Regions from separate parts of the Mus musculus genome. Here all the other regions are linked to region 3. The links are chromatin contacts, called in public HiChIP or PLAC-seq and promoter capture Hi-C maps. All regions are on one chromosome and are shown on one strand. The core of a region is the stretch at or near the end of the contact, and the rest is flanking DNA. Distances in the headings are between cores, read along the strand shown. Region 1 overlaps Dimt1 (DIM1 dimethyladenosine transferase 1-like (S. cerevisiae)). Region 2 overlaps Ipo11 (importin 11). Region 3 holds the start of Cwc27 (CWC27 spliceosome-associated protein). Region 4 holds the start of Kif2a (kinesin family member 2A).

Region 1 (7,313 bases), core at 2,038-4,537, 2.1 Mb before region 3:
GTGAGTTGGGAGGGAGGCAGAGACATAAAAACCCTGCAAGTCCCAGAGTGGTGTATGCCATGGTAAACAACAGAGGCATTCTTTTAACATGGCTACAAAGGCTCCATGGAAAGTAACTGTCTACAGAGGCTGATTGGTTAGAATTTCCATGACAGGAAAAGTTGGAATGTTGCAGAGCCTCAGCCTCTTGACAGTTTTTCTAACCCCCAGGAAAGAGTCATTCCCAGTTCACTTCTGTGTTGGATCTAACTTTGTGTAACTAGTAAATAAAAGCACACCTAACATCTTGATAAACTGATAAAAACTTTTGGAATGTATTAATAACAAACTAATGAAAAGATAAGTGTTATGAGATAGTATCTGAGATCAACAGTGGAGATTTCTCCCTGGCTGAACCCCACCTTTCAGATGTTTCCACCATTGAATTTAGAAAATGGCTTCATGACTTTCTTTGTTCCATTACTAGAAAACCTTCATAAAATTATTTGTACTTGAAATATGTAATTTGGGGTAACCTAAATCTGTGTTCCTAGGCCATTGCCACTCACATTTGGCTCCAGAATACACATAGAGGCAAGGAACATGTACCTTTAAAAGTACCTTATGTATATTGATTTTGCTCTTGCTTCCCTCAGTTCATATGTGTGTGTGTGTACATGAAATCAGAATGAAATTCCTACTTTAAGCCACAGATTTGCAGCTTAAAATTTTAAAGCAAGCCCTTCATGAAGTTGGTGATTAGACATCATGTCAAATATGGCATTAGTGACTGTTTCAGAAAAATTAACTTTGTAAAATACTGTATTTCTTTTTTTGTTGTTGTTTTTTTGGTTTTTTGAGACAGGGTTTCTCTGTATAGCTCTGGCTGTTCTGGAACTCACTCTGTAGACCAGACTGGCCCTGAACTCAGAAATCCACCTGCCTCTGCCTCCCGAGTGCTGGGATTAAAAGCGTGAGCCACCACTGCCCAGCAAAATACTGTATTTCTAAAAGGGAAAGTTAAGCTTATCATTTTTTCACATGTAGGTCTCGCCACACAGTATTATATGTTGTGATGATTGAACCCAGGGCCCCCTGCACAGATACATTGCAGCAAAAGTAGAATTACATACCTGTTGTCATTGTTTAGAGCTCATGATGTTCCAAACATTGTTTGTTGAGGGATGCGGTGCTGTCCCTTACAAAATAAATTGAGTATTTTTGCTTATAAGCATTTATCCACTAGAGCACAGCATCATACCAGTTGTGATAATTTAAACACCTCTAGACATGACTAAGTGTTCCTGGGAAAAGCTACTTCCATTTGAGCATCACTAATGTAGAAAAATGTCTCTTTTCCATAATTCCTTGTAATTTAATAATTTATTAACCTATTGATAACCTGGTCAATAAAAGGTAGTAGATAGAATATGTGAGAGCAATTATGTGTTTGTTCTGTTAACTTCTCTCATAATCCCTGATGAGAAAACATATTATTTTTTGAAATCAGGTTTTAAATTTTCATACTAAAACTGGTATAGTAGGGCTGAGTAGAAATGTCATAATACTGGAAGGAGTGTCTGCTTTACATTTGAGTAAGACTCATAATTTCCCTTTTAGATAAGATTACATACTTAAACACTTAAATACTTCCTGTATTCTCAAAAGAATTAGAAACAGACTAAAACTCAATAGTCTATAAAATGTGTATAAGAGAAACTGGTTGAAAATCAGTTTGTACTCGGTAGAGTTACGCACAGCTCTGAGGTACTGGATAGATGCTGTAAAAGTTGTGCACTGTACTGCTTGTTTTACAATACTTACTCCCTTGTTCTTTTCTTATTCCAAGATAAAGTGAAATCTTTTCGCGCAGCGCTACAAGAAGAAGAGCAAGCAAGCAAGCAAATTAACCCCAAGAGGCCCCGAGCCCTCTAAGTTGGCGTTTGCTACTAAAGGATCCCCAGAATCCCCAATACTGTAACAACGGTGGTCCGACTGTAAAGGCCACTTGAACGTTTTTGAAATCTTTTTTTTTTTTTTTTTAACGTTTTTTGAAATCTTAAGTGTGTGGAAAATATCTTGTCCTTCATCTGAATGACATTTCAATTTTGTGAAACACTCCTTTGTCGACAAAATGCTTCTAGACCAAGAGGCACAACTAATAATTCGGACTAGTGAAGTATTTTGTTTCATTTGCCCAAATAAATAGTGATTGCTTTTGGATATCCTTGCCAATTTTATTTAAAGATTGTGGAAGTGATCCAGAAGTGGAAGATAGGGGAAGCCACAGAATTTCCTTTAACGCAGATCAATTTTCATAGCAAGACTGAGCAATTTTGAACCCTTTGCGTGCATGCATACCTCATGAGTGATTGTACATACTTTGCCTACTCCTAGAGACACTCGTGCTTACTCATCCTTCTGTGCCTTGGCTAAGGCTATTGACCCTAGATTTCTAAAACAGCCGAGATTAATTACATTCCTTGTTTGTGACTGTAAATTACCTTTACTGTGTGTACATTTTTACTGTATTTGAGACATTTTTTTGTGTGTGACTAGTTAATTTTGCAGGATGTGCCATATCAATTGAACGGAACTAAAGTCTGTGACAGTGGACATAGCTGCTGGACCATTCCATCTTATGTGTAAAGAAATCTGGAATTATGTGATTATAATTTTCTTAGCATTTTCTTTGTAAAAAAAAACCTAAAATATGAATTAGTTGGTGTATAGTAAAAAGTAAAGAAATTCTGAGAGGAGTTTTATTTTAGGATAATACATATATACATATGCAGTGTGTGTGCCAGTGGTGTTAACAAGACTAATAGTGGAATTTGGTCCTTAACAATGCCATTATTTAAGTTGAAGTGTTTATTAACTCACCAAAATTTAATGTACTGTTAAAGGAAACTGGCTTCTGATGCATGAACATTTGTATGTACACTGAAAGTAATCCCTAATACAAGTTAGATAAACCAAGCATAGACAGTATGTACCCCTGAGAAGTGTTGATGACTTATGAGGCAGGTTATTCCAAGCTCCATCTAAACCTAGTATGTGATGGTTTTTGAGAATCATATTTCGCCTGTAGATTGATGGCAAAATAGGCTACTCTATTAATGGCAGCACTCATTTTTAGCTGCTAATCTAAGAAAGAAAACTGGCCAATTTTCATGTAAATATTGTTTAAAGATATATATATGTATATCTCTAGGAGTTTTCCCTTGGTTCCCACTATCTAGTCCAGTAGGTTAACCAAAGAACCTCCCATGGATCTCTTAACTCTAGGGAGCCTACTGATGACTCAGTGTACCGAGGGGAAATCCATGAAGAGTCATGAGCCAGGTTCTTTACTTCACTGGTCATAAATGATGAGAGTAGCTCTGAGGAATCCGAACACCATGGTGAAAACTCTGTAAACATGAAATCTAAATCAAATGTAGATTTTTTCACAATATGCTTATTAATAAATGAAATTTATGAAACGAATTTAGAAATAATGTACTTCAATATAATTAGCTTTGTTTTGGAAGGAACTCAGGTTTTCTTGGAGTTTTATGCTATATTCTATTTGTGTTTGTTTCAAAGACGGGAGGAAGAATGAAGGACTATTTCTATTGACCTTGCAGCAGCTGTTTAAAGAAGGTAATTTTTGCTGGGTATAGTGGTGCATGCCCTTAGTTGCATCCAGCACATGGAAGCAGAGGCAGGTAGATAGATTTCTGAGTTCTGGACCAGCCTGGTATACATACTAAGTTCTAGGACAGCCAGAGCTATGTACAAAGACCTTGCCTCCAGTTCTGAGAATGTCTCATATATAGTGGGCAATAAAGACACAAACTTGCTCATAACTTACCTAACAGTTGAGCTTTAATGTTACTGGCATTGGACAGGTATTATCTTTGAAGGTCTTTATAGATACATGTTTCCTTATTGGCTTCGTCCTGATCTGTAGTCAGAGTACATCAATAAATATCTTGGTAGGTAAAATATGATTCAGCTTTACGGAGGGAAAGCTTTAGTTGGAAGAAAATAAGCTGAGAAAGCCTAGTCTAGCAGAATTGTTTCCCTAAGGTAGAGAATGGTACAAGTGAACTGTGCAAAGTTGTTCTGACAATAAACAAACTTTAAGAACAGTTCTGATCAATATGACAAAAGCTGCTTTTGCAGCTAAGCAAATGTTTTTGTTCTAGATTAAATATTCTTTAGAAATGTCTCAAACTTAAAGGCTGCTAACTATTCATAGCTACTATAATAAGTGTTTACTATATGACTTAGAAACTGGATTTTGAAGGAAAAACTGTAGGCGAGCAATTTATATTAAGTTTACTTAGCATTCTTTTTCTCAAGTAATTGGAGATATTCCTTTTAAGTTTTAAGTATAAATAGAGAAGCTAGTTTAGTTTCCTTATATAAATAAAACAGCTAATTTATTAAAATATATAAACAGCATTTATCTTTTATCTGACAATTTTTAAATAGCTTAAAAAGAAACACCAGGTAGTAGAATTTTAATTATCTAGAAGTCAGGAATAACCAGGAACCTGTAGTTTTAGTCTGTTCTTTTAAAAAGCTGAAAACTAAAACTGGAAAACTTACTTTGCACAAGTATAACCCCAGAATTTATTTAGGAGGCTGAGGCAAGAGTCTGAGATTAAAGTCAACCTCCAAAAGACCCTCTCATTCAAGAAAGGAAATGAATCATAAATTAATGAGACCACCTATTTGATTGACAAAACCCTCCAGAGTTTTTCTAAATCTGAAAATTGTAGATCTTGTCTCCCTTAAGGAAATATGTGATTTAACATGAGTTTTTACTTTCTAAGCTTCTGCATTTTACAGGTAGTCTTATGCAGAACTTGCCTGTACTGTCATTGCAGCAGACTCAGCTCCCAGAATTATGATGTTGTTTGTGTTGCAAGAGGCAAATAATAACACGTAGGGTGAAGGTGTGTGAAGAAAAGTCACATTGGGGGCTTTCTGACTAGTTGAGTGAGCTGTAGGCCTACGTGAACCTCACAGTCTAAAATAGTGAATAAAAGTAACGTCTTCATACAATAAATTGTTAGAAAGCTTAAGTGTATGTTGTGTGTGTCTGTGGCTTTCAAACTTAAAGACCATTATTTTTATATTTATATATAAAACACTAGGTCTACTACAAAGGGCAGGGTATTATTTATATATAATATAATACACATACATACATACATATATATATATACCCAACCACCTTTCACATACAGGATAATAAATGGTAAAAAAGTATTATTAAATAATTTAAATGATGTCCTGTAGAACAAAATTGGTTGTATTCTCAAATAGTAGGATTGTATAATTTCATTTTTTCTTGGTCTTGAAAAAATAGTTTTCAAATGGCTAGGAGAAGTGGATGCCTTCTGCATTGAATCCATGTAGCAACCTGAAGAGGAGACCAAGAAGGAATGGTGTTAAACTATAAACCCAACTTCTGACACATAATGTGCCTATTACCATTAATCCTAATACATAAACATGCCAACATACTGAAGACACAGTGCAAGCACTAGTCACTACACCTTAGTAAAAACCATGGCACGTTTGTCTTCTGTTGAAATCTACTGTTTAAGTTGGCACTGACTGAAATGACCTTAAAGACTTGCTGTCTCTGGCCTAAGCTCAACAGCACTTTCAGCATGGTCAGCTGAAAAAGAAATTGAGGCAAGGTGAGATGAGTAACTGGTCTCTGCCTGCTCTCGGGGCTGTTACCGAAGTTTAGTGAAATACACTGTACTTCTTTGTACTTATCTGACTTTTGTTAAACTGCACGCTGAGGAAGTGTGAAGTTTTTGAAATGATGTATTTGTAGCTGAGCTTATTTTTTAGGATGGCCTCTATATAGGGAGAGGTCCCTGTGGACTAACAGTCTGGAAAAGCAAAGGTGTTCACCTAGGAGGATTAACATCCAGACTCAGTCCTCCCGCTAGGAGCCAGTAACAGTGACTCTTGTTCTAGACAATTTAGTCTCTGGATACAAGTGGGGACACATCCTAGAAGTAGAATACCTGTCTAGCTCTGCAAGGACCTGAGTGCAGCCCCCAGCACTGTAAGAAAACAGTTAACAGAATGTCCAATAACTCCTGAAAGTTAATGTCAGTGAGTTAGTACAATTGGGTAATTAACTGAAACTTGCTTAAAACAAAATAAAAATGTCCACATTGCAGACATCGCTGTGGTGCCCTTTAACTTAACAGGCCACATAACTGCTATTGAATGAGTGATCAGGTGATGTGGTTCTGACTGACACTTCCTGCTTCTCTGTTTAACAGTAGGGGTTCTAAGTAAGGAAAAAATGGGTCATCAGCCCCAGCTGTGTGTTACCATGCTTTCTCTAGTGTGAGGAGGTGAGCAGACGCTATTAGAAGGTGAGTTTGGAGCAGGAGGAAGGAAACACTGCGCATACAAATACAGGCTCCGTTCTGGCACAGACTGTTTGTAACACCTGCTGCAGCTAACTAGCTGCCAGCCTTTACCCCAGTGGTTCTCAACCTGGGAGTCATGACCCCCTTTGGGGTCAAATGACCCTTTCATAGGGGTTGCCAAAGACTATCAGAAAACATCAGGTTATTTACATTACAGTTCATAACATTAGCAAAGTTACAGTTATGAAGTGGCAATGAGAATACATGATGGGGGGGGGTCACCACATGAGGACCTGTACTGAAGGGCTGCAGCATTAGGAAGGTTGAGAACCACTGCTCTACACCAAATAACTTTTCCACTCCATGAAAGTGCTATGCAATAACCCACCAGGTAGCTGCTTAGAAGCCTTTAAATCTCTATCTGAAGATACCACAGTAAAGAAATGTAAGCATTTAGAACAACAAGTATAATTACCTGATGAAGTCATCTATGTCCATGGAACGGGCCCGTTTGTCACTGAAACCTGTGCTGGTTAGGATTTGCTGTATTTTATCTGCTATACTGAAATCTTCTGGTATTACCTATCAATATAAGATCCAGAATAAATGAGCAATATATCCTTAATGAAGAGACCATGACTTTTTTCCAAGTTCAGTAATTATAGTCACCTTTAATCTATAAATGACAGCTGAGAAAACCTGACAGTTTGGGTAAGACTTTGATTTCTAATAAGAGGCTGATTTTTTTTTACATAATGCTTAGATTATTTGAGTTATCATGCTTGCATATATTGTCTCCTTTTCATCTTTAAAATGTAAAAAATTCAGGTTTCAGACTTTTATGAAATTTTAAACTAGTTGGTAGTGTTTTAAAAATTAATTCATACATTCTTGACACATATTCACCTAACCAGGTAATTTACTCTCCAGTTACTC
Region 2 (6,905 bases), core at 3,070-5,569, 2.0 Mb before region 3:
TGGCAGGCACTTTACATACTTTCCCCTTTGCTTTCTAAACGAAATGTTTTTGTACTCGAGTTGTGTTAAAGGCACGAGTAGATGTCAGAAGTGCATTAATTGTGTTTTCCCCCCTAGGTTAGTGACATTGGAGAACAGCCCATGTGTCACACCAGAGCTGCTTCGTATATTTCAGAACATGTCACCTCTTCTTGGTATGTCTTCAGATCTTACTGAGATGTTTGTTAATGTAACTGCAGCCTAAAAGTATTTTTCCTGACTTTAAAATTACCCCTTCCATTTTATGTCCCATATATTGACAAGTCATAGTGTTTTTATAGAAATTATTATATATATTTTTGAAATATCTTCCATTGATTTAAAAGTAAACATTAAATAACATTGCTTTATGGAAAAAATTTCAATTAAACTAAGATATACACTCATTAGAGTTGAGCTTGAACTTTCCCTAAGGAATTTTCTTTGATAGCTCTTCTAAGTGCTACCATGGTTCACTCAGCTCAGTTTACACAGGGAGTTTGTGCTGTAAGTTGTTTAAGCATTGTACATACTTTTGCTTTGGCTAAGGAACCACTGAACTTTTAGTGTCACATAGTTTGCTGAAGTATTGCTTACAAATTAGCTAAACACACATAATGTATGCGTTGTCTCTGCCTTCCTCACATGGTCTCACCCACGCTTGACCGTTTCTTTCCACTGAGCTGTAATTCAGTGCTACACAGTTCCAGAACATCACATGTGACAGGATCCTGAGGGTTCTGTGCACTTACTATTTCAGTCTCTCAGAGATGTAGCTAGATTCTCTCCCTAGTATCAATATGATTTTCATAATAATAATAATGCCTTAGTTAGGGTTTTACTGCTGCTAAGAACAAACACCTTCACCAAGGCAAGTCTTATAAGGACAACATTAATTGGGGCTGGCTTACAGGTTCCGAGGTTCAGTTCATTACCATCAAGGTGGAAACATGGCAGTATCCAGGCAGGCACAGTGCAGGAGGAGCTGAGAGTTCTACATCTTCATCTGAAGGCTGCTAGTGGAAGACTCACTTCCAGGAAGTGAGTTTATACCAGGGTATTAAAGCCCACACCCACAGTGACACACCTACTCCAACAAGGCCACATCTCCAAATAGTGACACTACTGGGCGAAGCATACACAAACCATCACAAATAGTAAATCAGTACTTTTTCTTAAATGTGAGTAGCCATTCTAAAGCATATGATAGCTCTATTGTTCTGTCTGTCTGTCGGTCTATCTGTCTATCTATCATCTATCTCTCTATCATCTCTTTATCTCTCTATCATCTATCTGTCTATCTATCTATCTATCTATCTATCAATCATCTATCTTATTTATTTCTCTATCATCTATCTCTCTATCATCTGTCTATCATCTATCTTATTTATCTCTCTATCATCTATCTATCTATCTATCTATCTATCTATCTATCTATCTATCTATCATCTCTTTATCTCAATCTATCATCTATCTATCTGTCTGTCTGTCTGTCTATCTATCTATCTATCTATCTATCTATCTATCTAGGTGGTGGGGATGGTTTAACTCACTGGTTAGTGTGACCTCCCACCGACTTACATCCCTAGCTTAAAATCTCTTAAGAATAATGCTTTGATTATAAAGTCATCCTAGTAAGTGAGCTTGCCAAGTCAGTTGCACACTTAAATTTAATTATATACATATTAATTATACACAGTGCAGTTTACTGGCCCTTTGATTATCTTTTTAAAATTTGATTTTTAATTCTTGTGGTGTATGTGTGGTGTATGCTTGTGTCTACTGGTGTGTGCACCTGCCCATGCACCTGTGGAGGCTGGGACAAGTATCTTCTCTGTTTCTCTTGACCTTATTTGTCTGTGTATAAATGAGAACGTGTTGGTGTGAATATTTGTACACATGTGTGTGTGTGGGGGGGAATCCTTGTCCCATACATGCATGCATGGCTAACGAGAGTGTCATATCCCTTGGAGCTGGAGTTACAGGCATTTGCCAGATGCTCTGCTTTATTGCATGGGTGATGGACTTTACTCTGGGTCTCCCGAGTGAATAGCAAGTGCCCTTAGCTGCTGGGTCATCTTGTTATAACACCTTCATGTTTTGTGCAAGACAGGGTGTGTCAGTCAACCTGGAGCTCACTGGTCAGCTAGCCTTTCTTGCTGGGCAGTGAGTCTCTGGGCCCCTTCGTGCTCCACCTCCCCAGCACGCAGTCAGTCATTCCTTGCCATGAGTGCTTTCTGTGGGGCTCTGTGGGTCCCTGTGTAGCTCCTCCCTTGTGCAAGAAGCCATCTACTCACTGAGCTCTTTTCCCAGCCCTCAGCTCCCACAAGGCTCAGCCATGAAGCAGCTTTAGTTTTGTTACTAAAACTTTGTTGACTATTGTTCTGGGCGAGTATTTAGGTAGAAGACCCCCAAATTTGGACCCTTTGTCAAGAATTTACTTACTTTGAGAAGTTTTATCAGACATAAAAATTCTAGTTCTAGTTTAGGAAAGGAGAGATTCTTTGCAAACAGGAGCGGATGTGAGTGGACACAGGTATGATTGGTAACAGTCGAAACTCAGTGGGTAGATGACTGTGCTGACTAGATAATGCCATTAATCACTTCATTCTCCCGAGACCCTTTCCTTTCTCTATTCCCTTCCCCCTTACTCCCCACTTTCTTTTCTTGAGGGCCTTAAAAAAATGTCATTCCTTATTCCTCCTCAGATTAGAAGAATTCTCAAGTAATAACTCAAAGTCTGTTTTTCAGTAACCAGCCCTTTGCCATTTCCTTGACATGCAATCATTCCCAAAGGCAGTGCCGGCTGCTTCCTGCTGATTCCCTAGAAAACTCTGTCTTTTAGTTGTCTTAGGGAAAGAAAGGAGGTGTGCTTGGCACAAAGGCCTTGTGTAGCTTCTTTTCCTACCTTGGGGATTTTATGTAGTGCCAGTCTGGCCGCGTCAGAACGTCAGCCAGACCGGTCATCTGAGCCTTCTCATGAGCAGGGTTCCACGCTTTCATGGTCAGCTTCATACAGCGACCCCACTCTGCCGTCTTCCCCCACTAAAAACTGAACACGCTTGCTCTCTACATACTTTTCTTTATAAACCAGGAAACCCCAGGACCCAGCTCAGGTTTTGGTTGGAAATGAAAAGTCCCAGCCGTGCGCTTTCCTAGCGTTGTTCTGACGACAGAAGGGAAGGGTGCCTTTCTCAGTCTTTAGAGTTTTACTGCTACAGGGTGAATGAGAGCACTGTTACATCTGACCAGCTTATGAATACTGGCTAGATTGTAGTCACGAAAATTTATAAAGAAAGCATGTAAGTTGCTCTTATTTTATTTTCCTTTTATCCAGGCTGGCATTGAACTCACAATCCTCCAGCCTCAACCTCTTGAGTGCTGGAACTATAATTGTGTGTCACCACCCTTGCTGTAACTTAGTTTTTCTTTTTCACTTGTTTGTAGAGATTTTTCTTTTTCTTTTTCTGATGATAAAACATTGTCAATCCTGTCTGATCTTCTATCCTAGAGCTTCCATCCAGCTGCCTTGCAAACGGTAAGCTGCATGCTTGCTGCTTCAGGAACCATAAACAGTCAAAATCCATTAGTAATCATGGTTAAAAACAAACTTGAGTGCTTCAAGTTGCTATAGCAACTTAGTTTTAACTAAAATGAATCATTACCTCACTTAAATTTTGAACAGCTAGTTAATTTGCTCTTTTAAACAATAATTACTGTTTTGGCAGAATTAAGTTCAGAGAATCTCAGAACCTGCTTTAAGATCATCAATGGCTATATCTTTTTATCATCAACAGAATTTTTACAGGTATGTCAGAACACCTTTTGCATTGTTAATAATTATATATTATTTTGGGGTTTGTGTGGTATCAGGAAGTGCCTTTTCAAAGTTCAGATTCGGTCTGATACTTTAGTGCTTAGAGATTTTATTTCCCTGTAAGTATTTCTCACTGTAGGAAGGGCGAGATCAGCGTCCAGTTCCACTGAAGCTGACTACAGAAGATGCACTATCTACGTAACTATATACTCAGCAGTCAGTGTAGCAGTAGCTTACGGCCTATCTTCTTCATTCTTCCTATGAGGGGTCTTACTTGAAAGTGTTTGCTTAGACCTTTAGTACCAATTCTTGAATAATGTGAGACCTTCCAAATTGAGTTTCTTGCCTTTTCAGTATTGTAGCTGTGTTCTTACACATATTGACCTTTGATTGGATTTCAGACATATGCAGCAGGTTTGTGCCAGTCCTTTTATGAGCTGCTACCAGAGATTACTACAGAAGGTCAAGTTCAAGTGCTGAAGGTATTGTCATTTTAAATTGATTGTCATGCTGATATTGGTGAGGCCGAGCCTCCATAGAATGGATGGCTGAGAAAGAGAGAAACTGATTGAATTCTAGCGAGTGTTCAATTTGGCCGAATTCCTTCCTCTGTACCAAAGGCATCAAATTTGAATGTGTGTACAAGTCACCTAGAGGTCTTGTTAAAATGCAGTTTTGGATTTCTCATTTTTTTTGTTTTGTTTTGGCTTGTTTTTATAATTTATTTTTAATAATTTTATAAATATTTTTATTTTATATACATTATTGATTTGACTGCAGGTATGTCTGAGTGAGGTGTCGGATCTCCTGGAACAGGAATTACAGACAGTTGTGAGCTGTCATGTGGGAGTTAGAATTGAACCCAGATCCTCTGGAAGATCACCTGTGCTCTTAATCACTGAGCCATCTCTCCAGCCCCCTGCTAATACGATTGTAGCTGATTGGAATAATGTCTATCCTAAAACCTCATTGGATAGAGATGAGTTAAAAGCCTTTTACCAACTTGTCCTAAACCTAGCAACCTTCAGTGTACCTTAAGTTTTCAGTTGTTTTGATAGTGTTCTAGGTATTCTAGTGGGAAGCAAGCCTCACCATGAGCTACACCCTCACCTTGGCAGCCTGCCTCCCAGACCGGGACTCAGACGTTAGTCTTCGTATGCTAAGCAGCAGTGGTCACTGCTTAGTTAGTCTTAGTTAGTCTACATTTGGGACAACAATTTCACTGACAGTTTTAACTTTAGTATTGAAGTTAGAAGCTAGATTTGTTGGGATCTTGTCCAGTTAAGAGCCAGTATCCTGTGAACTGTATGTATTATCTTTATATGACCTTCTATGAAAGAAATGCTATAACATGAGTATAGTAGCTAACGTATAACTGTATTAAACTATATCATAATATGTATATGCACATATGTATCCATATTTTACATATGGAATTTGAAAGCTGTAGCTGTTAAATGTCTTAATTTCTTAGCTGTGTTTTATATCAAATAAGAGAAGTAAATTCTGGCTAGACAAAGTCTTACTTTTTTAAAACTTTGTTAATTTTTTGGTTTTTTTTTTTTTCTAGACTGGGTCTCACTCTGTAGGTTTGGCTATCTTAGAACTCACTGTGTTGACCAGACTGTCCTCAAACACACAAAGATCCACCTACCTCTCTTCCCCAAGTGTTGGGATTCAAGGCGTGCACCACTATGCCTGGCAAAGTCTTTCAATCTTGACAATTACTTTTTTGTTATGAAAACTATGGCATGGGCTGGTGAGATGGCTCAGTGGGTAAGAGCACCCAACTGCTCTTCTGAAGGTCAGGAGTTCAAATCCCAGCAACCACATGGTGGCTCACAACCATCCGTAACGAGATCTGACTCCCTCTTCTGGAGTGTCTGAGGACAGCTACAGTGTACTTACATATAATAAATAAATAAATAAATAAATAAATAAATAAATAAATCTTTAAAAAAAAAGAAAACTGTGGCATTATCTTAGATCTTCAAGGTGAATTTTCTTCTAGTGGAACTCACTATAAAACGTTTATTTCCTATTAATCAATACATAGATACACAGATTTAACAGGAATAATAACCAGTTAGCACTCTGAGTGTATTGTCTGTTTTCGGTGGACACACACATATATATTCTAGATATTTATGTAAGTGTATACATGGTTGGTTTGACTTATAAATTGGGTATATTTGGGGTTATTTGTTAATATATTCAGTCATTTACCTTGTGGGTCAGGAATTAGAAACTTTTTTCTGCAAGTAGTTGAGTAAATGCTTTGTTCTGTGGCCCAGAATCCACTCCAACCTAGATTTTCTCTCACTGACCCTCTTTTCCTTCAGGTACTTAACTGCAGTCTCATAGAACATGCATTTATTTATTGATTTATCTTACACCTCCTCCAGTTAGAATGCAAGATCAATAACAGCAGCAGTTTTAGCAGGCCTGGTGACTGCTATATTTCCAGCACATATCAAGCCCACTAATAAATGTTTGCTCGATAATTGCAAGGAAAAAAATGAATTGAACTACTACTTAGTAGTATTTAGTTTGTTATTTCAAGTACTCATTATTGATATTGTCTATGAGTTATCACTCTTAGAGAAAATTGTCATATTATCTTAGTATTATCTATGTATTTTAAAATCTTTCTTCTACTGGACTCCTTTGTTCGTCTGTAAGTTTCTCCACTATCCAAAATTCAAATAGTATGTGCTATATTGTTTTAGATTTTAATGGCACTGTATTAATGGTTTTTATGTTAAAGATTTAGAGGTTCAGTATCAAACAGTAGAAGTTCACTTGGCCTATTTGTTGGATACCCTGTCCTGCTACTTAAAAGATTCTTGGCTATGCTTTGTTTGGGCTTGGTTCTTTCGTTGCTTTTTTGTACAGATGTACATAAGTGTATGTGTGTATATTTTATACGCGTGTTGGAGACAGACCTGTCATAGGACAACTTGTTTGAGTTTGTTTGTTCCTTCTACCATTTGGATTCAGGAAGTTGAACTGTGCCTACCCCTGCCCCCAAGCTTTGCAGTAACTTGTTATGTAGCACCTGACATAAAAA
Region 3 (6,721 bases), core at 3,067-5,566:
AGCACTGGATTGTGGTTATCATAAATGAGCTATAAATCCTGTAAATGGGTGTAACTCTGAACTGGTATTGGAAAAGCCATAAACATGAATGAAGTCCCTCACTATAAGAAGCTACATTGTACTAGACTCCCTGGGTTAGTGTACACATGGCTGTACTGCAGGACAGACTGTGCTGGCCAACATGAGAAACAACATATAGTTTTGCTCATAAGCATAAAAAAGAGACAGACAGCTGAAAATTTAAGGCAGGTATGCAATGGCCTCCAAGTAAGAAAGCCAATAATGAAGAGATGACAAAGACACACAGCACAGGTGGAAAAACACCTGAGAGGTCAGAAAAGAGCTGAAGAAGTCAAGTGTTTGGGGTTTTTTGTTTGTTTGTTTTTTGTTGTTGTTGTTGTTGTGTGTGGTTGTGTGTGTGATTGGAGAATACATAAGAATGGCAGGAAAAGGTAGAAAGGTCATGATCAGGTTACACACATCATTCTTGCAGAGAAGGGAACTGGAATATTTGAGAAGCTTGAAGAAATTCAAGATACTGTCCCCCTAGTTATGGGGACAAGGAAAGAGCCTATGAAAGGTTAAGTGGCTTAAAGAGAATTACAAAATCCACAGATTGCTGCCCCTCAGGAATGACAGAATGAGACATGATTCATGAACACTATTTTAGCAGCCACGTGTGAGAGGAAAGACGTTACCTACAGTTTGACTGAGGAATGAGGAAAATTGGCTGTGGTGTGACTTCCCACTTCTGTTATTACAAAGATGCTTTGGCAATATGCTGAAGGGATGTGAGACAGGGATGCTGACCCTGCCATTTCATCCTCTGCCCTGGCTACACAGACAGAACAAGGTCAGCATCTGCACCATCCTTCTCGGCAACACATGCTGCTACTTGAACCAGGTCAACTCTTGATGGAGAATGGAGACTTACTAATACAACTTCAACAGCTGGGCTAGGCTGAACAACTGTGAATGAGCAAAGAAATGTTCCAAAGAAAGTAAACTTCACTGAATCCTATGTTCAATGCCATTTGTCAAATGACTAAGTGTCTAAGATTTTTTTTTCCCGAAGATCTTCAGTATCTCATTGTTACCTACATAATAGTTTAAGCTGGCATTCAATGTGGTGGAAACACGTGACCACTGAAGCAGACAAGGCTGGTGGCTTCTGAAAAGCAGCCTCATTACTCTATAGTTATACCTTATAATAACCAGGAGCACAATCACCCCAAGCTGAATCCATCACACCTAAAATAAAAGAGCATGACACAATACTTGTCCTTCTTGATGATCACCTCAATGGAGCCCCATTTTCCTTCCGTGCAGCATCTGGATCGATCATCCAAGAAATTATCTTAACATCTTCTGTATCTGCACTTTCTAAAGCAGTTGCATTGTGCGTTTGTGCCACCTGTCAAGCCTATTATCTTGATTTTTTTGGGGGGGGTGGGTTTAAGCAGTTTATGTAAGTCATTCCATCTGGCTTAATGACACAATTTATTATTATGCTTTGAAACATTATTTTGAATTGAAAGGTTAACATTTTTTTTAACACTGGTCTCAAGTTTAAGAGCATCTCAAACAAAGCTAGAAGAAAAATCACTTTTTGTCCCTTTTCTTCAGGAGCAAATTATCATTCCTAAAGTTTTACGGTGTGTCTCCTGGTGTGTTCATACTCTACCAGTGCTCCAGCGCCTGCCCAAATGATGGGCAGTGACAGCAGGCCAACTCTGGGTGCAACTGTGTGATGCAGAGGTCACCAGAGCCTCACGAAATGCTTAGGCAAGTACTGTGCAGGCTCGTGGTTCTCAGCTCTTTCCTTTACATGCTATTATTCCTAGACTCCAGTCAGGTCTTCCCTTCACACATTACCCACTGTGTCTGCACAGTCCCTCACACTTTATCCTTTTAGTCCTATAATAAGTGTTGGTTTTGACTCTGACTTCTTGTCCAGTATTCTGTTTATTCCCATGCTATCTATGGGCCATTTCCATCCCGGGCCAGATAGACCTCAACACAAGTTCCAGACTGACCTTACCACCATCTCTCAACTCTGATCTTGAGGGATGTCTTCCCAGTTATGAGGCCTCCTCAAATGAGCTAATGTCAAAAACCAGGTTAATCTCATTTCCTACCCACACCAAAGCAATTAATTCTTAGTGATTCTACCACCACCACCACCCCCCCCTCCAAATTAGCTGCTTCTCTCTTAATGAGTCTACATCCTCAATGGTAACATAACTGACCAGAATCACCCTTAAGTACCAACAACGCCTCTACATTAACTAACTCTCCTCTAGGTCACAGTATCCTAAAATGTAATTTTTCTTAAAGCTGTTAAGTGTTTTCCTACTGTCTATTAACATCCTAACACTTTGTTTTTGCTTGTAAGGTCCTTCAGTCGCAGGGAATCTATTGTGCCATGGATATGTTGGAGAATGCATTTGCATTCATGGTGGCCAAGAGCTTGGATAATCTCCATTAGCTTTTGTAATAGGCAAGTTACTTGATTTCTCCGTCTGTGAAGTGAGACTAACAACAGCTATCTCATAGCAGTGGTTATTAAAGGGAGGAAAAAAATATACAATGTTTGACATAGTATCAGATACATGGGTTACATAGTAAAAGTTAGATACTTTGAATTATCGCTTTAGTTAATTTCTCTTTTCTCTCAGGTTAGCTGATCGTTAGCCACGGCAGGGCTCTTTCATTCCCTCTTTTAGTTCCTCTTCCTTTCTGTATCTGCTCCCTCTCCCTGCAGGTCCCCTGCACTCTCACCTTTCTTTAGCTTTCATCTGGAACATCCTTTTGTACACTCTGGATCCTGTTAGGTGTCCTGTTTTTGCTCGCCCCAGCGTTAGTTCTACTTTCTGTAAATCCCCCCCCCCCCGAATTCTAGGAGAGCAAGGGTTTCTACCATGCTGACTGCCACACACTCAATAAATGTAGTCACCTCTCTTTTCACAGCTCCTGGAGTGCTCCTCTGCAGAAGTTAGGAAGCAGCCCCACCCCGCAACAGTAATCTCTAGAATAAAGTTCAGAAAAGGCTGCCACGGAACAAAGACAGGGGTCAAACAGTAGCGGGAAGGGGCAGTGTTAAGCAAAGTTGGGGCTTCACAAATAGTTTGAGGGTCTTTCCTACAGTACTATGCACTGTGAATCTCCGAGATGCGAGGCGGGTATATCTCTTAAAAACACCTGCTTGATAATAGGGTTTTACAGAAACACATTCTGACAAAGTCGGCTTGGGGAAGTTCTTAGCGGCTCCCCAGTAAACTGGAGCAACAAAAACATCCCCGGAGCTCAGTTTGCCGTTTCTAGGTTAGAAACCTCTGAACACAAAAGTGGAACCTACAAAGAATCTTAGATCTAATTCGAGAAAGCACTGTCTTGAAACTGATAGGGAAACTGAGGCCCGGAAGGGCACAGCAGCGGGCCTGCAGCCACATAGAAATTACAGGCTGGAAGTGCTAGAACAAGCCTCAGGTGCTCTTCTTGGCGACTTTCAGTATAATGTGTATAGCCACCTGGATTCGGCAAAATGCTCACATTTCGAATTTTATTTTGAAATCGTGTGAAAGTTACAGTCTTCTGGGCAAGTTGTCCCCTTAGGCCTACAGTTCTCATTGTCACCAAGTCCCTTGTCCCTCTTACAATACACTTTCCCTCTAATCCTGTGCAGTTTGGGCTTGTCCAAGAATGACAGAGATGATCTTTCCCTATCTTTCTCACCCCGCTTTGAACTTGTAGTATAAGCTTTTTCATGTAAGCCGACCAAATCTAAATTTTTAGGCCTTCGCCTGATTCCCCAAGTGCTCGCTGCCACCCACCCCCGTGCTCTGGGCTTCCCTGCTCGTCTCATTCCTCTGGAGTGAGAGAGCCCTGCGGTTGACCTTCACCTGGGACTGCCATGATGCAAGGTGAGTGGGATCGTCGGAGTCCTGGGCTTTCGAGATCACGTTAGGTTCAGGTCCGTTGCGAGGACAGCGCATTCCCAAAGGGATCTCTCCCACCCGGCCACTACAACTTCACCGGGCAGGGGAAGGCCCGATGCACATCTAGGGTTGGCGGAACTAAGTGGCTGTGGATGCAGTTTCCAGGGGTGTCCTACCGCGGAGCACACGCGGTCGGAACCATTTCGGCCCGCTTCGGGAGGTGAGTGCTATCTGCAATCGCCTGACCTGGACGCAGCCCCGGGATTTACGGATTGGCCCTTTAGCTCGTATTATAAACCTCGCTACAAATTCTCTAAAGTTGTAGAGGTCCTATAGTCTTTTCTAGTTTCCTGAAGGACAGGGAAGTCCCCCCTCCCGGGGTTAGCGGTGCTCCGGTCCGGGAGCAACATGGCGGCGTCCATGATGGGCTAGTTTGGGGAGTAACTAGTGATTAGTACGGCTGTCTTGTCCGACTCTGACCGAGTGAAGTTTTCCCCCAAATACTCAGGTTAAAGAATTGTGTGCTAACAGGTGGGCCTCGCCGGAGACCCGCCATTCGCTTGCGGCCACACTAAGGAGCGGAGTCCTGAGCACTGAGCAAGATGAGTAACATCTACATCCAGGAGCCGCCCACTAATGGGAAGGTGAGAGCCTTACCTCCTGGACACGGTGACTGGGGGCGGGCAGGGAGGGGCAGCTATCGGGGATTTTAGAGGTGGAAAGACCAAAGGACTCTTCTCCACACCCTGCATATGGCCAGTGTTGCATTTATATTCTTTACGGTGACGTGTCTCAGCATATTTTTGAAAGAGTTCTTGGGCAACCTCCCTATTCGCTAGTCTTCTGACCCCTTAACTTCCTTGATCCAACTCACGTGAGCGCCTTCTAGTGTCTATTGTTTTTAAGACTTATCTCAAGATTGTACACTTTTGCTTGTTGTTTAACTTGGAGATCGTGCATTCTCTACAGTCATTATTGAAGGCCTCTTTGGCACCACGCACTCTACTAGGTGCTGATGATACAAAGGTTGGTATTCTACCTTTATATGTGTGTCTGTATTATAGACACACACACACACACACACACACACACACACACACACACGTATATATATACTAATTCCCTATCTCAGGATTACAGACGTGCATGAACACACCTGCCTTTGCTTGGGAGGTATTGAAGAAGAGATTATATTGCCATGACAGTGATGGAGGGAAAACAGGAAATGATGGGGAAAACATCTTGGAGGAGATATCTTTTGAGATAATTGTCAGTTAGAAGCAGGGGAGGAGTGAGGAATGTTATTTCATAGGAATGGGAGTAGATTCCCTGATAGATTTCATGCTGAGCTATATATTTCTAGAGGACAATATTAATTTTAATGAATAAATGCGTGTAGAGATGAAATAGACTGACCATTCCACAATGCAGAACCTTCACGCTTCATTTCTCTAGTTTGCTATTTTACCTGTTCAAATGTAACAAAGAAGCCTATCAAATAGCAGATCTCAGTGATGCCCTGGGTCTCAGCAATTACCCAGTATTTAACAGTATCTTACCTTGGTTTCTTTCCTATATAGAATGCAAACACTATAGAGTTGAAGATGAGCATCTAGAGCAGTGGTTCTCAACCTGTGGCTCATGACCCCTTGGGTTGAATAACCCATTTACAGGGGTCGAATATCAGATACCCCGCATATTAGATATTTATATTAGGATTCATAACAGCAAGATTACAGTTATAAAATAGCTGGAAATAGTTTTACGGTTGAGGGTAAATACAACATGAGGAACTGTATTACAGGGTCACAGGATTAGGAAGGTTGAGAACCACTGGCCTAGAACATTGCTTTACGTAGAGTTCGTACACTACGAAAGAATAGCTAGGCACATGACTTAATGCTGTTTCTTTAGCTTCTGAGAGGTATTAAGCATAGGTGAGGGTGGAGTTAAACTGTTATTCCTCATGGGCACATTTAGTTGTTTGACTCTAATGACTTCTTTTTTAAGAACTAAAACAGGGTTTCATATGAGTCCTTAGCTGTGCTGGAAACAGTTGTTTACTGTAGGAAATGATTTGATATATCCACAGAGTAAAAGCACTTCTGAACAGGAGCTCATTCATACAACAAGTATTTTTAAAACTTTGTGTGTGTGTGTGTGTGTGTGTGTGTGTGTGTATGTGTGTCTATGTCTGTTTGTGTCTGTGTCTTGTTCCATGCTGGTCCCACTGCACACATTCGAAGGTTCAGAGAATAACTTTAGTTGATGGCCCTTATCTTCTCTCAGCTTAATTAAAGGCAGCGTCTTTTTGTTGTGTGATGCTGCCTGTGCCAGCCTCGCTGGCTTGTGAGCTTCTGGAGAACCTCTTGTCTCCTTGGCTCACCATAGAGCACTGGGATTAAAGACACATGTTACAGAACTCACATTTTAAAAAAGAATGAAAGAAAAAAGAAATCACACAAAGTCCAGGTACTTGTCGGTAATTTTTTAATGTTATGATCTAAGTTTTAATTGTTAGTTACATGGTACCTAGATTAACTAAGCCTGCTTTCACAAATGTCATTTTAAAGATAGCAGTAATAATGTAGAAACTTGGCCAGGAGTAGTGGTGCTTATCTTAATCACAGCATCTGGCAGGCAGAGACAGGTAGATCTCTGAGTACAGGGCCACCCTGGTCTACAAAGCAAGTTCCAGGGCAGCCAGGATTATACAAAGAAACCCTGTTTTGAAAACAAACAAATGTAACAACTTGGTAGGTGTGGCCATACACTCCTTTAAT
Region 4 (7,040 bases), core at 4,480-6,979, 2.2 Mb before region 3:
CTGGGACAGAGTATGGACTTACTGAGTTGATGAGCACAGAGGGACAGGAAGGGAAACAGCTAACTCTGAGAGAGTACAGAAAATGGTACTGGGAACTTAGACCATAGATCTGAGTAGAAATCTTGAGACAGAATTTATACATGAGCTTGAAGTCAAAGCAAAGCTGTAGGTGAAGACCAAGAATTTGCATAAAAAATTGTCTTAGTCTATTGTCAATGGCTATAAGAAAATGGCTGAGGCTGTGTGCTTCATTAAAAAAAAAAAGTAGTGTGGTTTGGATGTGGAACCTCTTCCATTGTGCCTGTGTTTAAGCATTTGTTTGGGAAGATTGTAGACCCTTTAGGAGACAGAATCTAGCTGGAAGGAGTGGATTAGTGAGGCATGTCTTAAGGTTTTTTTTTTTTTTTAAGATTTATTTATTTATTATATGTAAGTACACTGTAGCTGTCTTCAGACATCCCAGAAGAGGACGTCAGATCTAATTATGGATGGTTGTGAGCCACCATGTGATTGCTGGAATTTGAACTCAGGACCTTCAGAAGAGCAGTCAGTGCTCTTAACCGCTGAGCCATCTCTCCAGCCCCATGTCTTAAGACTTTATACCCTGGCACCACTTCCTGTTCTGTCCCTACTTCCTGACTGAAGATGAAATGTGACCAGCAGCTATACATTTCTGCTGTCATGAGTTCTCCATCATGGTGGCTTGCATTGCCTCAAACTGTGAAACAGGGGAAACTCTTCCTCCTTCAGTCTGCTTCTTTATAGCTATCTTGTGACAGCAGGAAGAAAAGGAACTGATATACTTGGCATGTAATACTGGCGTAGAAAGTCCAAAGAGCATGGTTCGGGCATTTGGTGTGGAATTCTCTGATGCACCATAGCAAGGGGAAAAGGAAACACATGTAGAAAGAGCTATTTATATAGGGTGGCTTTGCTTTATAACGGTCTGCTTTAAAAAAAAAGATTTATTTATTTATTATATGTAAGTACACTGTAGCTGTCCTCAGATACTCCAGAAGAGGACATCAGATTTCATTACCGATGGTTGTGAGCCACCATGTGGTTGCTGGGATTTGAACTCGGGACCTTTGGAGGAGCAGTAGGCGTTCCTATCACCAGCCCCAACCATCTGCTCTTAAAAGAACTAATTCAGTCACCTAAGACCCAACCCATTCTCTGGAGACAGTTGTTAATCTTTTGGAAGGTGGTATTCTCATGATCCAGTCATCTCCTACCAGGTCCCAGCTCAGAATTCCAACCACCACAATGACTTTAGTTTGGGGACCAACCACCAATCACAAGAATCTTTGTAGTGGGAAAACAAAACAAAACAAAACAACACAAAAAATCCCACATTCAAACCATAGCAAAGATACAGAAGGTATGATAGATGGAAACCAAAATGAAACCAAACACTAAACCCCACTAAAACAAACAAACAAACAAACAACAAAACCCCAAACTAAAAACCAATACAGGACAAAAAGATTGTTAACTCGGCTTAGTTCAAATACCATATGAAAGATTTGGTGGGGGACATCAAAATAAGTCAACCACAGTGGCACATAGATGCAACAAGAGCAGGTAGGAAAATGAGACAGGAATTAGGAATTCCAAGTTGTCCTTACCTCCATAGTGAGGATAGTTTGGGCTACCGAAGATCTCATCTCAAAAAGCCGGCAAATCTAGGGGATGAACAAAATGTAAACAATACAAAACCAAAGAGTGAAAACGGAAAAACAAAAATGTATCAATTTCTTTATGGTGGTGGTGGTGGTGGGGTTGTTGGATAAAAGCCCAATGTTGATACATTTCCACTTTGTTTTATAATAAACTATTTTTAATGATATTAGATAAATATGATGAGTATCATACAAAACACCCAAGCAAGTTTACTTCCTTATTTACTAGAAACTAACACAAATGAAGTCAAGCAAAAAACCTCAGAATTCTAACAGAAAACTGAATCCGAAATGCTTTAAGTACATTTATACTACTTAATGTTAACAGCATGTTACTTTGTGAAAGGATATTTGAAACTGTTTCTAGTTAGGGTGTGGCTCAGCCCTTTGCACACATTTTTAATCCCTCTGGCTGGAATACAGACATGCCCTTAGTATTCACCTTTAATCTCAGACAATGAAGGGAAAGTTCGTTGGGAGAAGGAAGCATCCGAGTTTGTAAGTGATGTCTCATTGAGAGGACAGAAAAATGATGAGTCAGAGAAAGATCTGACACAATAAGATCTGCCCAACTCTCATGAGAAGAGAGAGGAAAAGGAAGCCACTTGAGGGAGAGACCGAGAGCACAGGAGGAGGGGAGTGTGGTACAGGAACACAGTAGTTTGTGGAGAACAAGACAGAATTGAGAGGGAGAACAGAGCAGCACAAAAAGAGAATTGGAAAGAAGAGGGCAGTTTTCCTAGGACAGTTTTACAGAGACAGGTTGAAGAGAGAACAAGCTAGACACAGGTGAAGATAGAATGAGCCAGAGAATGAGAAGGAGCCAGAAGATTGCCAAAGATAGTTCAAGACCAAGCAGAGCAAAAAGCCAGACATGCAGAGAAGCCAGATTGAATCAGTGAGCTTGAGAGGAGTTTGAGACAAAACAGCCGGCCAGAGATCAGAAAGAAAAAGGAAGGGTGAGCTTAGTCGCTTAGTCGGCACAAAGTCTCAGGGGCTGAAAACACGCTAGGTCTAGATTAGATTGTAAGGAGGCTAGAAGCTCCTGGGACAAGGCACAGGTTAGCAGTCGGAAGCAGTAAGCCTCCGAGATGACAATTATTACAAGAGAGTAAAAGTTACTTTTATATTACTTTATGCGACCTATGTTCCATTGGCATTTCAGAACTTTAAACATGGAGGACAAATGACCATAATGCTATGGTTTGAATATGACACAGGCCCCATGGGGCTTTGGCACACACGGTCTTCATCCAGCTGGATGGTACTGTTTCGGTAGACTATGGAAACCTTTGGAACATGGGGCTTAGCTGGTAGATATTGACCAATGGACAAAACTTGAGGCTATATCTCAGCCCAGGGACCAGTCCCATTCTCTGCTCCCTGATCTTCCAACAGGTGAGGTACCTCTGTCACACACTCCCACTGACATGTCTTCCGCACCACAATGGACTGTATCCTTTGAATTCTGGGCAAAACTAAACTTCTCTCCCCTTAAGTTGGTTCTGTCCAGGATTATTCCATGCAATAAGAATTTGTGTGTGTGTGTGTGTGTGTGAGAGAGAGAGAGAGAGAAAGAGAGAGAGAGACAGACAGACAGACAGAGAAAGAGACAGAGACAGAGACAGAGACAGAGAGAGGAGGAGGTGATGAGGAAGGGTTGGAGAGAGGCCCAGTTGTGGGAAGCCACATGTGCCGTTGCAGAGTGGCACTGACTACTGCTGGCCACCACGCATAAGTTTGGACAAACAACCAATGTGTACATATGCAGTAAAGTTTTTTGCAAAGACACTGCCTGGCCCGGGCATGATAATGAGGTTCTGTAAGGTACTGAGAGTATAACCAATCAGATGTGAGACATGCAAATGAGGTATGATAATGAGGTTCTGTAAGGTACTGAGAGAGTAACCAATCAGATGTGAGACATGCAAATGAGGTATGATAATGAGGCTCTGTGAGGTACAGAGAGAGAGAGTAGCCAATCAGATAAGGAACATGCAAATGAGGCGTAGTGCATAACCAATCCGGGTGTGAGACACGCCTCTCCTAGGCCTATAAAAGCAGCACCAGTTCTGGGCTCGGGGTCTCTTCGCCTCTACAATCAAGCTCTCCCAATAAACTTGTGCAGAAGGATCCTGTTGCAGCGTCGTTCTTCCTGGCCAGTCGAGCGCGCGCAAGACCCAGCGATTAAGAGCATTAATCACTGGCTGCTCTTCTAGAGGTCCTGAGTTCAATTCCAGCAACCATGTGGTGACTCACAATCTCCTATAATGGGATCTACTATCCTCTTCTAGTGTGTCTGAAGACAGCTACAGTGTACTCATATAAATATTAACAAATAAATCTTTGAAAAAAAAGAAAAGTTCCTATGTATACATAGTTATAGATCAAACATGTCTATTTACAAAGTGATACTTACCACTTTGCAAGAATCCCTAGGCAGAAGAGTCATCTAGGCTGGAGTGGGTGGAGCAGGTTTTACAAAGACAGTAGGCTTTCAGGGCTAGCAGTTTAGCTCACTTGGTAGAACACTTGCTTGTTGGTGTTGTAGTTGCCTCTCTTTCTGGGATAAAGCACCATGACCAAGACAACCGACAAAACAAAAGTGTTTCACTGTGCTTATGGTTTCCTAGGTTTGAAGTCCATGATGGTGGAACAAAGGCATGCTGGCCTCAACACCTGAGCGCTCACCTCTTGATGCACAAGTAAGAGGTCTAGAAAGCTAACTCTAAATGGTGTCTTTTGAAACCTCAGCGCCTGATCCTAGTGAAACCCTTTCTCTAATAAGGGCACATTTCCTAATCCTTCCCAAACAGTTCCAACAATGGGGACAAAGTATTCAAGCACATGAACCATTCTCATCCACAATGCTCTCATCACGTACAAAGTCCTGGATTCTATCCCCAGTACCACATAAACTAGAAGTGATGGCTCACACCAGTAAGGCATTCAAGATTATCCTCACTACATAGCATGGTTAAGGCCAGCTTAGGTCAAATGACACCCTATCTAAAAAAAAAAAAAAAAAAAAGTAAATAACAAGTGAAAAATGTAGGGAGGTGAGAGGAAGATTTAAATAATCAGGGGGAAGGAGAAGAGATCATATTATCCTAGATCATGGGGGAAGATGAAGAAACCAAGATGCAGGAATGGGCAGGCAGGGAGTAACTGAGGAGAGTAGTAAGTCATTCTACAAAGAATTTACGACAAAGCTGGTGGAGGTTACACTTCAGTTTACACGCTTGTCTACCTGGCCCCCTCTGCTTGGCACTCTCCATGTTGCTGTAGTCAGCTCAGCCACATGACTGCAGAAGAGGCTCATTATTCAACGTTCTTCAAGTCTCTGCTCTGATTTTGAGTCATAGCTGCTGGAGTTAGAGACTAGGGCAAGTAAGCCTTGAGCTCTACTGAAGCAATAGGATAGCAGGACAGGCCCGCTGGTAGCCCAGGAGGGCTTCGCTTTGAATTGCAATGAGCTGGGAAGTAAAGGGCAAGGGGAGGTCTTCGTTCCTACTCAGGGTGGACGACACCCTTTCGACCCTCCATAATTGATGGGAAGCCTGAACCAGGCATGCCCCGGCCTTAATAAGGTTCCTCAAGGACCGGCTGCCCCGGAGTGGCATGCGATCTGACAGCCACAGAAATGCACTGAGCCAGTTCTTTAATCGGTCAGTGCCCCTCAGTCCCGCGCCCCGAAAGCCTCGATCCCACTCGGCCCTCAACCCGTTCCTGCGGCAGCGTGCACGCGGAGCGGGAGCTCTGGAAGGACGTCGCGAGTCGTTTCCCGCGCCTCGTAGGCCGCCGCGTGCGGAATCAAACCCGGCGCGGGTTCGTACCCGGCCGGGCCGCGCGCGCTCCCGTTCCCGTTCCCGTTCCCGCGGACGGCTCAGCCCCGCCCGCCGCCAGGCCGCAGCCGAGCTGGGCGGGGCCGCCTGCAGCCCGAGCGCGCGGGCGCACGGCAGGAAGCCGCGGGCCGCCGGGTGTGCGCAGGCGCGCGGCGCCCCGCCTCTCCAGCGTCCGTAGGGGCGGGCGGCGCGAGCCCTCCCACTCTTCCCCCGCGCCGCCTCACGGCTGCGGCCCTCGCTTCACCCGGACGCCCGGCGTGCGCGCCCGCCCGCCCGCCCGCCCGTCCGCCCGCCCGTCCGCCCGTCCGCCCGCAGGCCCGGGGCTTCAGCCCGCTCGTCCGCCGCCGCTCTCGCCGCGGCCCCGCTCGCGTCCACGCTGCCTCCCGGACCGGCGCGGACGCGGGCCACCGCTGCCCCTCCCGCCGCCACCCCGCCCCCTCCCCGCCTGTTTCGCCCGCCTGCCGCCGCTCCGGATGAGGTGATGGCAACGGCCAACTTCGGCAAGATCCAGATCGGGATTTACGTGGAGATCAAGCGCAGCGATGGTGAGCCGCGCCTCTGGCCGCGTCGGGCCGGCTGCCCCTTTGATTGCTCTACGGGTTGTGGGGGCGGGAAGGCGGCGGCCCGGCGCTTTTGTGTGCGGCGTTGTGCGGGTGAGGCGGGCGTGGGGTCCGCCCGGGCGCCGCTGCAGTGCGGGGCCCCGGCCGCAGGGCGGGAGCCGCTCCCGGGTTCGCGGTCCTCTCCCCCCAGGGGACTCCGTTAGGGTTGCCCGTGCCTCGCGCTGCCTCTACTCTGCCTTTTACCGGTCTCTGCCTCGGTGGCGTGGAAAGGGTGGTAGCGTGAAGATCGGGGATGTCGGCACCGAGAGACCCGACTGGCAGCCAGAGGCCATTGGGGAGCCATCCGGTTGTTGTTAAGTGCTATCCGGTTGTCAGGCCTCTTTGCCTGTTCTCCCCCAAGCATGCTGCTTTCTTCTGCTGATCCAAGTGCAGAGAAGGCTGCACTCGGCCATGAAAAGGGGTGGGGGAGTAACGGGAAAGAAATACTCGGTACGCTTCACCAAGGTGATGCTACTGAAAGGGAAGGAGAGGATGGAGAGAGGATGGACGCAGTCCACGGGAGACACTCCTGAGAGGGTGGGCGACCGGATGTTGATATTTTCACACCCTGGGGAGGTAACTGAGAGAAGTGTAAGGCGAGGGGAAGAGACATGTTTAATTCATTTAAAAAAAAAGACCCATAGGCTGCTTATGGATGTTGCTGTAGGTTCCTCGTAGGGGGGAAATATTTTTATCACTTCTAAGTGTAAAGTGAAAATCATCCATATTGTAAATGAAATAACTGAGTAGAAGGGGATGAATGAAATGCTAGTGTTAGGAATTGATTCTTGACTGCATCTCACTTGTACCCAATTCCTTTTACTTAATTGTGGCCTATTCACCATCCTTTACCGCAATTAATAAGGGCATGGCCAAAACACCCATTTCTTGGTTTCTACCAAATTTGATCAAGT

Evidence for each region. Promoter capture Hi-C pulls out the DNA fragments that hold promoters and counts their contacts. HiChIP or PLAC-seq counts read pairs in DNA pulled down with a chosen protein or histone mark.
Region 1: an H3K27ac HiChIP or PLAC-seq map of the NIH/3T3 cell line shows a contact between it and region 3, with 9 times the contacts expected there. The contact joins the enhancer-like site here to the promoter of Cwc27 in region 3. A contact is called at or near these places in 2 of 39 promoter capture datasets (embryonic stem cells and liver), 1 of 484 Hi-C or Micro-C datasets (CD8 T cells), 2 of 115 datasets of contacts at active chromatin or transcription factors (the NIH/3T3 cell line and embryonic stem cells) and 1 of 9 other capture datasets (liver).
Region 2: an H3K27ac HiChIP or PLAC-seq map of embryonic stem cells shows a contact between it and region 3, with 4 times the contacts expected there. The contact joins the enhancer-like site here to the promoter of Cwc27 in region 3. A contact is called at or near these places in 11 of 39 promoter capture datasets (the 3T3-L1 cell line, the C10 cell line, the HPC-7 cell line and 6 more), 6 of 115 datasets of contacts at active chromatin or transcription factors (astrocytes, differentiating embryonic stem cells, embryonic midbrain and 3 more) and 1 of 9 other capture datasets (liver).
Region 4: a contact with region 3 is called in a promoter capture Hi-C map of embryonic stem cells, with 4 times the contacts expected there. The contact joins the promoter of Kif2a here to the promoter of Cwc27 in region 3. A contact is called at or near these places in 3 of 39 promoter capture datasets (embryonic stem cells, liver and pre-B cells), 2 of 484 Hi-C or Micro-C datasets (B cells and Th1 cells), 5 of 115 datasets of contacts at active chromatin or transcription factors (astrocytes, embryonic stem cells, large pre-B cells and 2 more) and 3 of 9 other capture datasets (adipose tissue, embryonic stem cells and liver).

The regions. Positions count from the first base shown.
Region 1 is chr13:106,956,740-106,964,052 of GRCm38.p6, reverse strand. It overlaps Dimt1 (DIM1 dimethyladenosine transferase 1-like (S. cerevisiae)), which reads right to left. Exons shown (of 12, transcript NM_025447.4): 11 at 6,853-6,959; 12 at 3,829-5,398. The coding sequence ends at 5,356. Kif2a (kinesin family member 2A) reads left to right here. Exons shown (of 21, transcript NM_001374727.1): 21 at 1,829-5,057. The coding sequence ends at 1,914. Among named protein-coding and RNA genes, the nearest start is that of Dimt1, 13 kb to the right of the region's middle. Within about 2 kb of position 3,287, at least 17 of the 459 cell types and tissues checked have an H3K27ac peak or open chromatin away from gene starts, as enhancers often do. A contact at or near this core is called in the NIH/3T3 cell line, where this site is marked.
Region 2 is chr13:106,854,150-106,861,054 of GRCm38.p6, reverse strand. It overlaps Ipo11 (importin 11), which reads left to right. Exons shown (of 30, transcript NM_029665.4): 22 at 118-194; 23 at 3,747-3,826; 24 at 4,237-4,317. Among named protein-coding and RNA genes, the nearest start is that of Lrrc70, 21 kb to the right of the region's middle. Within about 2 kb of position 4,319, at least 5 of the 459 cell types and tissues checked have an H3K27ac peak or open chromatin away from gene starts, as enhancers often do. A contact at or near this core is called in embryonic stem cells, where this site is marked.
Region 3 is chr13:104,814,548-104,821,268 of GRCm38.p6, reverse strand. Cwc27 (CWC27 spliceosome-associated protein) reads left to right here and starts at 4,316. Exons shown (of 14, transcript NM_026072.1): 1 at 4,316-4,582. The coding sequence starts at 4,541. It overlaps Srek1ip1 (splicing regulatory glutamine/lysine-rich protein 1interacting protein 1), which reads right to left and starts at 4,099. Exons shown (of 5, transcript NM_026075.3): 1 at 3,903-4,099. The coding sequence starts at 3,915.
Region 4 is chr13:107,021,044-107,028,083 of GRCm38.p6, reverse strand. It overlaps Kif2a (kinesin family member 2A), which reads left to right and starts at 5,729. Exons shown (of 21, transcript NM_001374727.1): 1 at 5,729-6,072. The coding sequence starts at 6,009. 3830408C21Rik (RIKEN cDNA 3830408C21 gene) reads right to left here and starts at 5,514. Exons shown (of 4, transcript NR_015471.1): 1 at 4,102-5,514; 2 at 1,629-1,685.